Linked DNA regions of Mus musculus: all the other regions are linked to region 3. The links are chromatin contacts, called in public promoter capture Hi-C maps. All regions are on one chromosome and are shown on one strand. Each heading gives the region's core, a stretch centred on a gene start, on an enhancer-like site or on the middle of the called end of the contact. The rest is flanking DNA. Distances are from core to core; before and after follow the strand shown. Region 1 holds the start of Wfdc10 (WAP four-disulfide core domain 10). Region 2 holds the start of Wfdc12 (WAP four-disulfide core domain 12). Region 3 holds the start of Sdc4 (syndecan 4).

Region 1 (3,403 bases), core at 899-3,398, 210 kb before region 3:
AAACTTAGCATCCAGGATCATTTGGGGGGGGGGCTGAATCCCCAGACTGGGAGGGAATTAGTACACCTTGTGATTAATGTCTACCACCTGTAGCATATGGGCAAGTCATATAGCTACCTTGTGCCAAAACATTTTCTGCGGTGTCAACACCAACCACTGGCTTCCTCTCTTTCTGCTATGCCTGTGGATCAAAAGAAGAGTCAACAAGAGGGTGGCTTGGAGTTGGAGGGGGGACATCCAGTTAATGAAGTCACCGGAGTCTCAGATCCCAACTCGGGCTCCAACACTGGAATATCCATATCCTCCAGTGATAAACAAGAAGAAATTTGGCATGTGAAGAAAAAGTGAGCAAAAAGAGTCCAGAGGAAATACCCTCCCCTAATCACATGAGACCCTCTCACTCTCTCCTAGTGCCTAGTCATATTGCTCGACTTCCCTGGATTGACTATTTTCACTGTAAACAAATCTTAGCCGGAGAACCCTAAGAGCAGCTGGGGGTGACCAGGGCTAAGGAGAGGAAGCCATTTTTGGTGGGGGGCGGGGGACTCCCACCCTCTACCTCAGATTTTTCTTTTAATTCTCTGCCTGTATGATGCTTAAAGGTTTTTGTGAACCCAAGGCAAGGAATGTTCTCTTTAGCCCTGTGGCATGCTGTACAGGAGATATGTGTTGTGGTAGAGCTGGTTTGGTGTGCTGGAGCCTCCTGGAATTGGAGTGGGTGCACAAGACAACAGGACAAACTAGAGACAAATTACCAACAAGGGGTGGGGGTGGGAACTGGGCCCGAGAGGAGCGCACTGGGCATCAGTGATTATTAAGAGTGTATATGAAGGAGGCAGGTGCTTGTTTATTTAGTAACAGCAGTGGTGAGAGATGACAAGGTAATTCCAGGCAGAATCATATCTCCTTCAAAGCTGGGCGGGGACCCACTCTCTGGGTAGACATAGTCAGAGGGAGGGGTGACAGGCATCTCCCATACGTCTTTATCCAACAGGTTCACGCAAACATTGCCACATGCAGCGGAGCAGCAGATGTTATTTGCTTGGCAGTCTTGGTGGGCTTCACAATGGCGGCTGCACAGATACCGTTTGGGCTTCCCCTCACACTCCTTGATCTCAGTGTGAACTGGTGCTACAAAAAGGGGGACGGTCAGGTAGGTGAGCAGAGTGGCTGCCTGGAGAGAATCCCTCTTGAGCTTAAAGTTCCAGCAGTGTGCTGAACACTCCCGCTGTGCCTGCATTTTCCCAGGCAACTTTTCTGTTTGTGCTCAGTCCTGCTGATCAGTTGTGTTTTAAATCTCATGCCCCGTGATAATCTCACCACCTCCCTATAGCTATTCGTGTCTGGGTCCCCTCTTCCTCTTCCTCATACCTACACCCACGACCAATCTCTCCTAGTAGAAAGAGCCGCAATGGCGCCATCTCTGTGAAATGTGTATTCTTACCCGGCTCATAGAAACCGGAGGTAGTTCACGGACCCTTTCAGCTCCTTAGAATTCTCAGGGTCCGTGAGGCTAACAAATCGGCCTCCAGCCTCTCTGTTTCCTCTGCTGTCTTGCTGTCTAGTGAAGTGTTCTGTCCTCTTCATCATTTACTTTTTACCCACCCCCACCCCCCACCCCAGGTGGCAACTCCATCCCTACCTCTTTCATGATCAATGTTTTGGTTTCTGCACCTATGCCCATTTCTACACCCCTCTTCCCCACTGAACACCTCTGAGAGTTTAAGCCCTCCCAAGTACGAAAGTTTGCCCCCTGGATTTTCAACCATGGGGCCCCTTCCATCACCGTTTGTTTCTGAATCTTTGGAACAAAGGGTGAGAATCGCACGTTCACTGTGCACCTTATCACTGTGTCCGGAACCATAGCTGAGGGGCCGTGGTCACCCAGAGTCAGGACAGTACTGCGGAGCAGAGTATGCAGTCGTATCCCTTCTGGGTCTGTTCTCAGTTGCTCCTTGCCAGCTACCCACAAACCCTACTCATCCAACCACCTACCTTCATATCTCTGCCTTCGCTGGACCCCTCCGTCGGCTAGGGAAAGCAGCAACAGCACACCAAGGAAGAGCAGCAGATTCCTGGACAGCATAACTGCGACCCAGGCGGTGAGCTCAGATCTAGTCTGGATGGCAGACTTTCCCACAGCAGGACGGGGCCTCTCTACTGCCTCTGCTGGCCAAATCAGGGCAGAGCAGTAGCCGTCCTGTTTCTTCCCCTTTTCTTGCCCCTTGCCCTTTTTCTCTGTGGCTTTTCTCATAAACGAGATCTCTTTCAGCCCCCTCTTCGCGCTAACATAATTTCCTCACGATATATATAGTTTAGGGCTCAGGAGATTGAGTAAAGTGTTTGCAGATAAAGCTGACCTGGAGGCAAATGTCTGTGAGCCAGAGCCGGGATTGTTGGTAGAAACAGAAGGCTCTCAGGGTCCTGCCGGGCTGTCTGGAGCTGAAGCTGTGAGTCTTAGGGTTGGTGAGGAATTCTGATGTTTACCTCTAGTGTCCATAAAATAGACTCATTTTTAAAAAGATTTACTCTGTGTGTGTCTGTGTGTGTGTGTGTGTGCGCGCGCGCGCGTGCTCGCCACACGTGACACCAGGACATCAGATCCCCTGGAACTAGCATTATCCACAGTTGGGAACTGAACCCCCGTCCTCTGCGAGAATAGCAGGTGCTCATTACCACCGAGCCGCCTTTCCAGCCTCGATCCTGGTTCGCTATTATCTCAGTTTCCCCGGGCACGCCACACAGAGTCTCGTTTTGGCTCAGACCCATCTTCTGCCCTTTTTATTTAATCCTGTAACCGTCTCCCAAGATGCCTTTCCGTCAGTGATTTCACTTATGTCACACACACACCATCATGTATGTCCTAATTCACGATGTTCTGCAAGATGCTCAAGGCTGAGCAAGGTGGGGCTGTGGGCAGCAGGCAAGGAAGGGATGAGCAGGGATTGAGGAGTGCCCAGGAGATGGTTACAGTCTGCACATCCAGATCCATCCGCAGCACCGTAAAGACTCTGAAATTTTGTTCCTGGCTTTTTAAAATATCTTTTCTTTATCCTCTGACAACCTCATACCTGTGTATAATGTGTATTGATCCTATCCGTTCTCAACCTTCTCCACCCACTGCCTCTGAATTCTCAGTCCCCAATATGCCCACCTTCATGCCCCACACCCCCATCTCTGCATACCAGAGGACCTACATATCTCCGGCTTGGCCCCACCTCTTAAAGGTTATATCCCTCTTACTATTGTTACTCTGGGGACCACGGCTCCAGCACAGGAACCTTTGGGGAACAGACTACAAACCACAGCAGGTACCATTTTCCTCCTCATCAGTTTCCCCTCAGTGTGTTCCCACACTGTCACACTGGGGCTTCCAAACCCCGAGCTCTGTCTTTGTACGGTT
Region 2 (3,091 bases), core at 208-2,707, 250 kb after region 3:
CAGCAGATCCATTTTATGAATAAGGAAAGTGAGTTTTAGGAAGGAAGAGCCTTCGGTCACACAACTAGTGACAGGGCCAAGGTCTGCTTCCACCTGTGGTGTGTAGGGGTGATGAAGTGGAAACTTAAGGGCTCTTTGGAGAGTCAGTTATGTTAGATGGTGTTTTGCTGGGGCAAACACATGAAGTGTTTTCCTGAAGTGGCCACAGGTAAAAAGCGGAGGCAGACTCATGTAGAAACATTTCGCTGAAGCAGACACCAGTGAAAGGATGGTCTGCTAAAGCAAGCACGTGAAAGGATATGTGATGGATTCTTCCCTAATGAAACACGGGTATTGGTCCGTCTTACATTGTGTAGTTGACCTGCATTTGCTGGGACTTCCATAGAGAGAAATGCACCAAAAAACTTTTGGTGGTGTGCTGTGGCTTGTTTCAGCTTCTTTCACTTCTGCAGATTCTGGATAATTGGCAGCTTGATGCCAGCTTAGACAGACTCATGTGCTGCGGGGAGACATGTGTGGAGGAAGTATAAAGTAGGCTCGACCAGCAATGGGAGGGAGTTTGGCTTGCTTACATAGCTAAATGCTTGGTGGTCTTGCATCTTTGCTGATCTTTGCTAACCTTTGCTTGGCTGATTGGAACTTCTCCTGGCGTTCCTCCTCGTCCCTCCTGCTGACTTGTGCCGAGGCCGAAGCCTGCCTGTCTCTGCTAGGTAGTCACACTGCTGCTGATTCGTGTTAGCTATCCTGATTCTACCGAACTGGATGGCTGGTGTAGCCATGAAGTGTTTGGGAGTGGATCGAGCCGCTGCTGACTCCTGTGCACTGAACTGCTGATTTCCTGACGGTGCAGATAGGAGTTGCTCCCAAGAACCCTTTCTAAACAGGTCCACTTCCCCCGTATCCTTTCTTTTCCACTACTTCTGGTGGGCAGTGGGCTAGAAAGGAAGTTAAAGTGTTTAAGAACCATCATTAAAAATAGGCTTTAAAAACATTAAAGTAACGGGGTGGCGTGGTTTGGAGCACATAGTGACAGAGCCCTCCTTGGGGTGAGGAAAAAGCTGAGGACCAGTTCAGATATGACAGGAAGAAGTAAGACCTCTGTCTAGGGCGGGCCACCCCGAAAGAGGGCTCAATAGTGAACATCAGATTTGAAGAAAATGGGTCCTGCCACGTGCCGCCAGGCTGTGTGTCCTAGGGTGCCCTTTGTGCAGAGACTTCTTGTGCAAACAGAGGATCTCACAGTTAGGAAATCTTGGAAGGACCCCAAGTCCCTCCCTCAAAATGGTGGCCATTTCTGACAGGGCTTGGAAAGCACAGGCTTCCCCTGTCATCAGCAAACCTTCAGCCCTGCCCATTGCCACGCCCAGCAGAAACAGTAGAAAGCCAGCCTCAGCCTCAGCCTCAGCACCAGCACCAGCACCAGCCTCGGCACCAGCACCAGCACCAGCCTCGGCACCAGCACCAGCACCAGCCTCAGTCTCAGCCTCACAGCAACATGTGGCCAAACAGTATCTTGGTCCTCATGACGCTCCTTATTTCCTCTACTCTGGTAACGGGAGGTGGAGTCAAAGGCGAGGGTAAGTGGGTACAGGCGAGCTGCCTAGAGCTGGGATGGGAACTCCCAGATTATAGGAAGGGATGGAGTGCCCACCCACACACCCCCCCTGCCGATACCACCCCACCCCTTACCCCCACCACTCACCTTGTGCCTTCTTCCACCAAATAAAGAGAAAAGAGTTTGCCCGCCCGACTACGTCCGCTGCATCAGGCAAGATGATCCCCAGTGTTACAGTGACAATGACTGTGGAGATCAGGAGATATGCTGCTTCTGGCAATGTGGCTTCAAATGCGTGCTGCCGGTGAAAGACAACAGTGAAGAGTAAGTAGCTCCCAGTGCTGTGCGCGGCCCTCCCACCTCCCCAGTCTCTGTCTCCTGGAAGCATGGAAGAGCGAGCGATTCTTGGAGTCAAGGGGCAGAGAGACTGGGGTGAGCTTATGGGATCTCAGAGACCAGAGGCCTTGACCGTCTCCTTTGTACAAAGGGGAAGGCGTGACAGGGATGTCAACCAAGCAGAATCAGGTGAAAGCCCCTGGGCTTTCCCTCCTCCCAGGACTGCTCACACAAGTCCCACTCTGTCCTTTCCTCCTCTAAACTTGCTGTCACCTAGCACCTGCCCCGGGGGTCCACAGGCTTAAAGTATGGGAGAAACGGGCAGCCCGTGGGCAACCTGGTCTCCGAGTCCTTGTGTGCAAAAGAAGGAACAGCCTATCCATCCAGCCTGTCCCCAGTGTGAGCATCCCTCTTCAGCGGGTTCTCCTCCTCTTTTGTAGACAGATCCCTCAGAGTAAGGTGTGATATCTCATAAAAATGGCCTCAGAGGACTGCTTCCACCGTGGAAGGACACAGCAAGAAGATACAAAGACCAGAAACCAGGCCTTTCCAGATACTGGATCTCTGGGCACCTTGATCTTGGACTCCCCAACCTCCAGAACTCTGAGAAATAAATGTTGTTTATAGGCCATTCAGTCTATGGTAATTTGTTACAGTGGTCCAAATAGACTAATACAACTTAATAGTTTAAAAAAAAATCCTTGTTCAATATTATGTGTGTGTGTATGTGTGTGTGTGTGTGTGTATGTTTGTTTGTGTGTTTGTGTGTGTATGTATATGTATGTACATATACATGCATGAATAATTCTGGAAATATACATTTTTTTGGAAAAACTATTAAACTTTATTATATGACATTTTTTACAAATCTGAATAAATAGGATAAAATTGTCCATAATACGATTTTTTTAAAAAAAGATATGCCTTTACAGCTGGCCAAAGGTAAAACAAAGTGACTCTGGAGTTGTGAATTATTTATCCCTAAGTGAGACACCTGTATCACACAGCAACCACCACCACCACCAAGCTCAGAGAACATCTAGGAAAAGCCTGGAAGATTGGCACAGATAATGTCTTCTGTGCATGACAGGGCCGCTGTACTCATAAATTCACAGCAACTGTTGTAGCCAGCACAAGACCTGCACAGATCAGTCTAGTCACCCTTAGTAGAGGAGCCATGTCTGTTGACGGCCACTAGAG
Region 3 (3,298 bases), core at 774-3,273:
CATTCAGAGGTCCAGTTTTGCTTTATAGTTCTCTTAAGCACAACAATATTTAAACTTTGAAATAACATAAGGTCAGCCATCAACAAAATGTTATCCACCAACATAATGTTAGCCATCAATATAAAACATAAGCTATATCTTCATTATTTATGTTCTTGAGATTGTTTACACCAACCTGGCCTGGCCTAGGCTTGTTTACCAGCTACTTGGGACACTGAGGTAGGGTGGGATGAGTTTAAGGCCATCCTGGGCCAACTTAGCCAAATCCATGGAAAGACTGGAAACCATTTGAATTGCGAAACGTTTTCTTTCTATTATTTATTTACTTATTTCTTTACTTTTGAGACAGGTTCTCTCTTATTGCATAGCTCTGGTTGGCCTGGAACCTGAACTATAGAACAAGTTGTCCTCAGCCTCAGAGATCTGGCTGCCTCTCCTATAAAACCATGCCTAATAAGAAAGGATTTCTCCTTGTCATCCTCCTTCCTTTGAGACAGGGTCTCTCTACATAGCCCTGACTCATTGTGTAGACCAGGCTGGTCTTGAATTCAGAAATCTACTGGCACATGTCACCACACCCGGCTTATGAGAAAGAGTTTCTTATTCTAGTTAGAGTGATTCATTTATTTTCTCAGTGCCCAACTTTTAGGGAAGTATATTCAAATAATTGAGAACAATTGCTCACCGTTAAGTCTGGGGCAAGATAAACCCACGGTCAGTATTGGAAAACTGTTTTTCTCTCAAAGCTCTCTGCCACAAGAGACTTTAATTCTCAGAAAATAATTAAGGGCTAGAATAAGGAAAGCCAAGGAATAGAACAGGACAGAGTATGCCCTGCCTGTATTCTTATGGAGGAGGTAGTGCTGAGCTGGGACATAGTGAGTTAGGGTTAGTTTAGGCAATTCAAAGAGGAACAGGGGCGAGGGGTCATATTTACCTTGGAAAGTATGTGAATTCAGAATATCCTAAGACAGGCCAAAATGCCCTAATTCCAAAACCACATTATGTATGCACAAATGTACCCTTAGAACAATGTATCGGTATGTCAAAGATCAAAAGTTTTGATTGATGGTTCTAGCATGCCCCTCCCCCTACTTTTTTAAAGACAGGGTTTCACACTGACACCAGCTGGCTCATTTTAAACTCCGACTGTCCCCTTGCCTCAGTATCTCAAATGCCAGGATGACAGCCCTTCCCTATCACGTGTGTGTGTGTGTGTGTGTCCTTCAGTTTTTCGATTATTGATTCCATCAGTATCTGTGCTGAGGGTGGGACTAAAGAATCTTACCATTACCTACTTTGTTAGGATGGTGTTAGAAGCAACATTCTTGGATCCGGTGTAGAAGCCGCCTTGAGAAATAAGAGAGTCAATTGAGAGGACAAGTCAAAAGAGTAAGACTATTTCGTGACACGTGAGTATTACACACAATTCACACTTCAGTTGATAAATCACACTGTTTAGTGCACAGGCAGGCTCGTTCCTTTGTCTTTCCAGCTGCTTCTGCGCTGGCGCCCTGGGGTTGGAATAATTTCGACAGCAGGCCTGGAAAAACTTGAACCATTTCGTCGTTGTCGGTTCAGAGTTGCTAATCAAAAACTATCCGAATTCAAGCGCCACTTGGGGAATACTCCCTGACAAAGCGGAGCGCATCCGCTTTGAAGACTGGTAAAAACAGCAGACCCCTAGTCAATCCTACCCCGTTTATGGGCCTCAGTTTCCCCAGCTATAAATTGGGGGCTAAGCAGTGATCCTCGGATTTTAGGCAGACTGCCTCGCAGTAGATCGGTTAACTATCATGGGCTGCAGCTCCTGGAGCTACAGATTGAGGTCAGTTTGGAGCCGGCAGGCACGCTGTGGGCGGGTCCCCGGGCGGGTTGGGTCCCACCCCAGTGGTTTCCAGCTTGCCCAGCGCAGCACCCCGCAGGCCTAAGCTTTCCCGGGGGAATTCCGGGCGGTGCGGGCGAGCACTGGGGGCGGGGCAGGGCTGCTGCCTATAAGAAGGGCTGCGCGCCCGCTCCGGGCCACTGGTTTGCGCTGTTGAAGCCATGGCGCCTGCCTGCCTGCTTGCGCCGCTGCTGCTGCTGCTCCTCGGAGGCTTCCCCTTGGTCCCCGGAGAGTCGGTATGTATTTGAAGGATGTCTTGGAGGGGGGAGAATTGGGGGGTGCCTTCTTTGTCCCCTCAAATCCCGGGATCCGGAGGGAGTAGGGTGCATCGCGAACTGTGCTCCCTCCCCCCAACCCCCTCTGGACGCCGAGACAGGGAAAACTTTGTGAGGAAACTTTGCTCTTGGGTCTCGAGAAGGCTGCCGGAGACTCTTCCACGCGCCGTGCACCCCTAGCCTGTTGCTCTGAGCTCTGGACTCAGCCTGGCCTCTGGGCTCCCGGGTGGGACGTGACTAAGTTGGTGTCAACTTTTCTCCTCCCACACCCTCACCCCTACTTTGTGATCCCAGTGCTGGCGCTGCGCGCGGAGTGGCCCTCTGGGTGTCCATAGCAGGAGGCTCGAATCTGAGATGGTCTGGGGACGGGGTGGGCAGCTTGTATTCGGGAGCTGGAACACTTTAGGGCTGTGCGGAGGACCCCGTTTCACAAACCCTGGGGAATGGAGAAGACTGAATCCTGGCCTTCGTTCTGGCCACAGTCTTGGTACGACTGACTTAAGGGGCAAGATCACCTCCTTCTAAGGTCACCTGACCTATCTACAGAACATATCATGAGGTGACCCTTCCTGCTTTAGGCTGTCCAAAAAGTAGGGTTCCTTATTTTTCCAGAGCGGACTTAAAGGATAACTTTCCGATCAGCTCCAGGCTAGAGATTGAGCTTCAACTGTTTTGTGGGAAGTGTTTTGGTTGAAACCGCACACGGGGAAATTGAGGCACCCACCTGAGTGCGGAGAAGGATCTAGAGGAGAAAAGATCCCAGGGAACCTAAAGAAACCTTTCCTTTTCAGGATCAGAGTCAACAAGGATCTAGGGCCGGATCAGCTCAGTCCTAGCAGGCGTTTAGGAGGCAAGGGAATTTACAGGGCATGACAGTTCCTGGGAGAGGGTGGTCTGACCCATGAGCACGGGCCATTTGTACCGTTAGTCTAAGTTTTAGGGGGAGTGAGACTCTGGAGTTTAATCATTAATGTTCTTTTGAAAGCCACCTTTTCTCTGGGCTTATTTAGGGAATAGTTGATTATGTTCAGGAGGCTCGAGATGAGAGTGTATGCACTCTCTAGCACAATTGCAGTTAGGTACGGAACCCATTGCATGCTGGTTTCTGCTCTGATGGCTTCCTGGTGGCTTTGGAATC

The links. Capture Hi-C pulls out chosen DNA fragments and counts their contacts.
Region 1: a promoter capture Hi-C map of liver shows a contact between it and region 3. The contact joins the promoter of Wfdc10 here to the promoter of Sdc4 in region 3. A contact is called at or near these places in 4 of 39 promoter capture datasets (HPC-7-derived erythroid cells, cranial neural crest, embryonic stem cells and 1 more), 1 of 115 datasets of contacts at active chromatin or transcription factors (embryonic stem cells) and 1 of 9 other capture datasets (liver).
Region 2: a contact with region 3 is called in a promoter capture Hi-C map of adipose tissue. The contact joins the promoter of Wfdc12 here to the promoter of Sdc4 in region 3. A contact is called at or near these places in 2 of 39 promoter capture datasets (the 3T3-L1 cell line and neutrophils) and 1 of 9 other capture datasets (adipose tissue).

What each region holds. Positions count from the first base shown.
Region 1 is chr2:164,654,791-164,658,193 of GRCm38.p6, reverse strand. Wfdc10 (WAP four-disulfide core domain 10) reads right to left here and starts at 2,148. Exons shown (of 2, transcript NM_001039501.2): 1 at 1,996-2,148; 2 at 826-1,131. The coding sequence starts at 2,086. The coding sequence ends at 848. Wfdc9 (WAP four-disulfide core domain 9) reads left to right here and starts at 3,228. Exons shown (of 4, transcript NM_001160414.1): 1 at 3,228-3,311.
Region 2 is chr2:164,188,924-164,192,014 of GRCm38.p6, reverse strand. It overlaps Wfdc12 (WAP four-disulfide core domain 12), which reads left to right and starts at 1,457. Exons shown (of 3, transcript NM_138684.2): 1 at 1,457-1,577; 2 at 1,729-1,879; 3 at 2,332-2,784. The coding sequence starts at 1,496. The coding sequence ends at 2,356. It overlaps A730032A03Rik (a long non-coding RNA gene), which reads right to left. Exons shown (of 4, transcript XR_003954086.1): 3 at 1,703-1,853.
Region 3 is chr2:164,441,913-164,445,210 of GRCm38.p6, reverse strand. Sdc4 (syndecan 4) reads left to right here and starts at 2,023. Exons shown (of 5, transcript NM_011521.2): 1 at 2,023-2,121. The coding sequence starts at 2,047.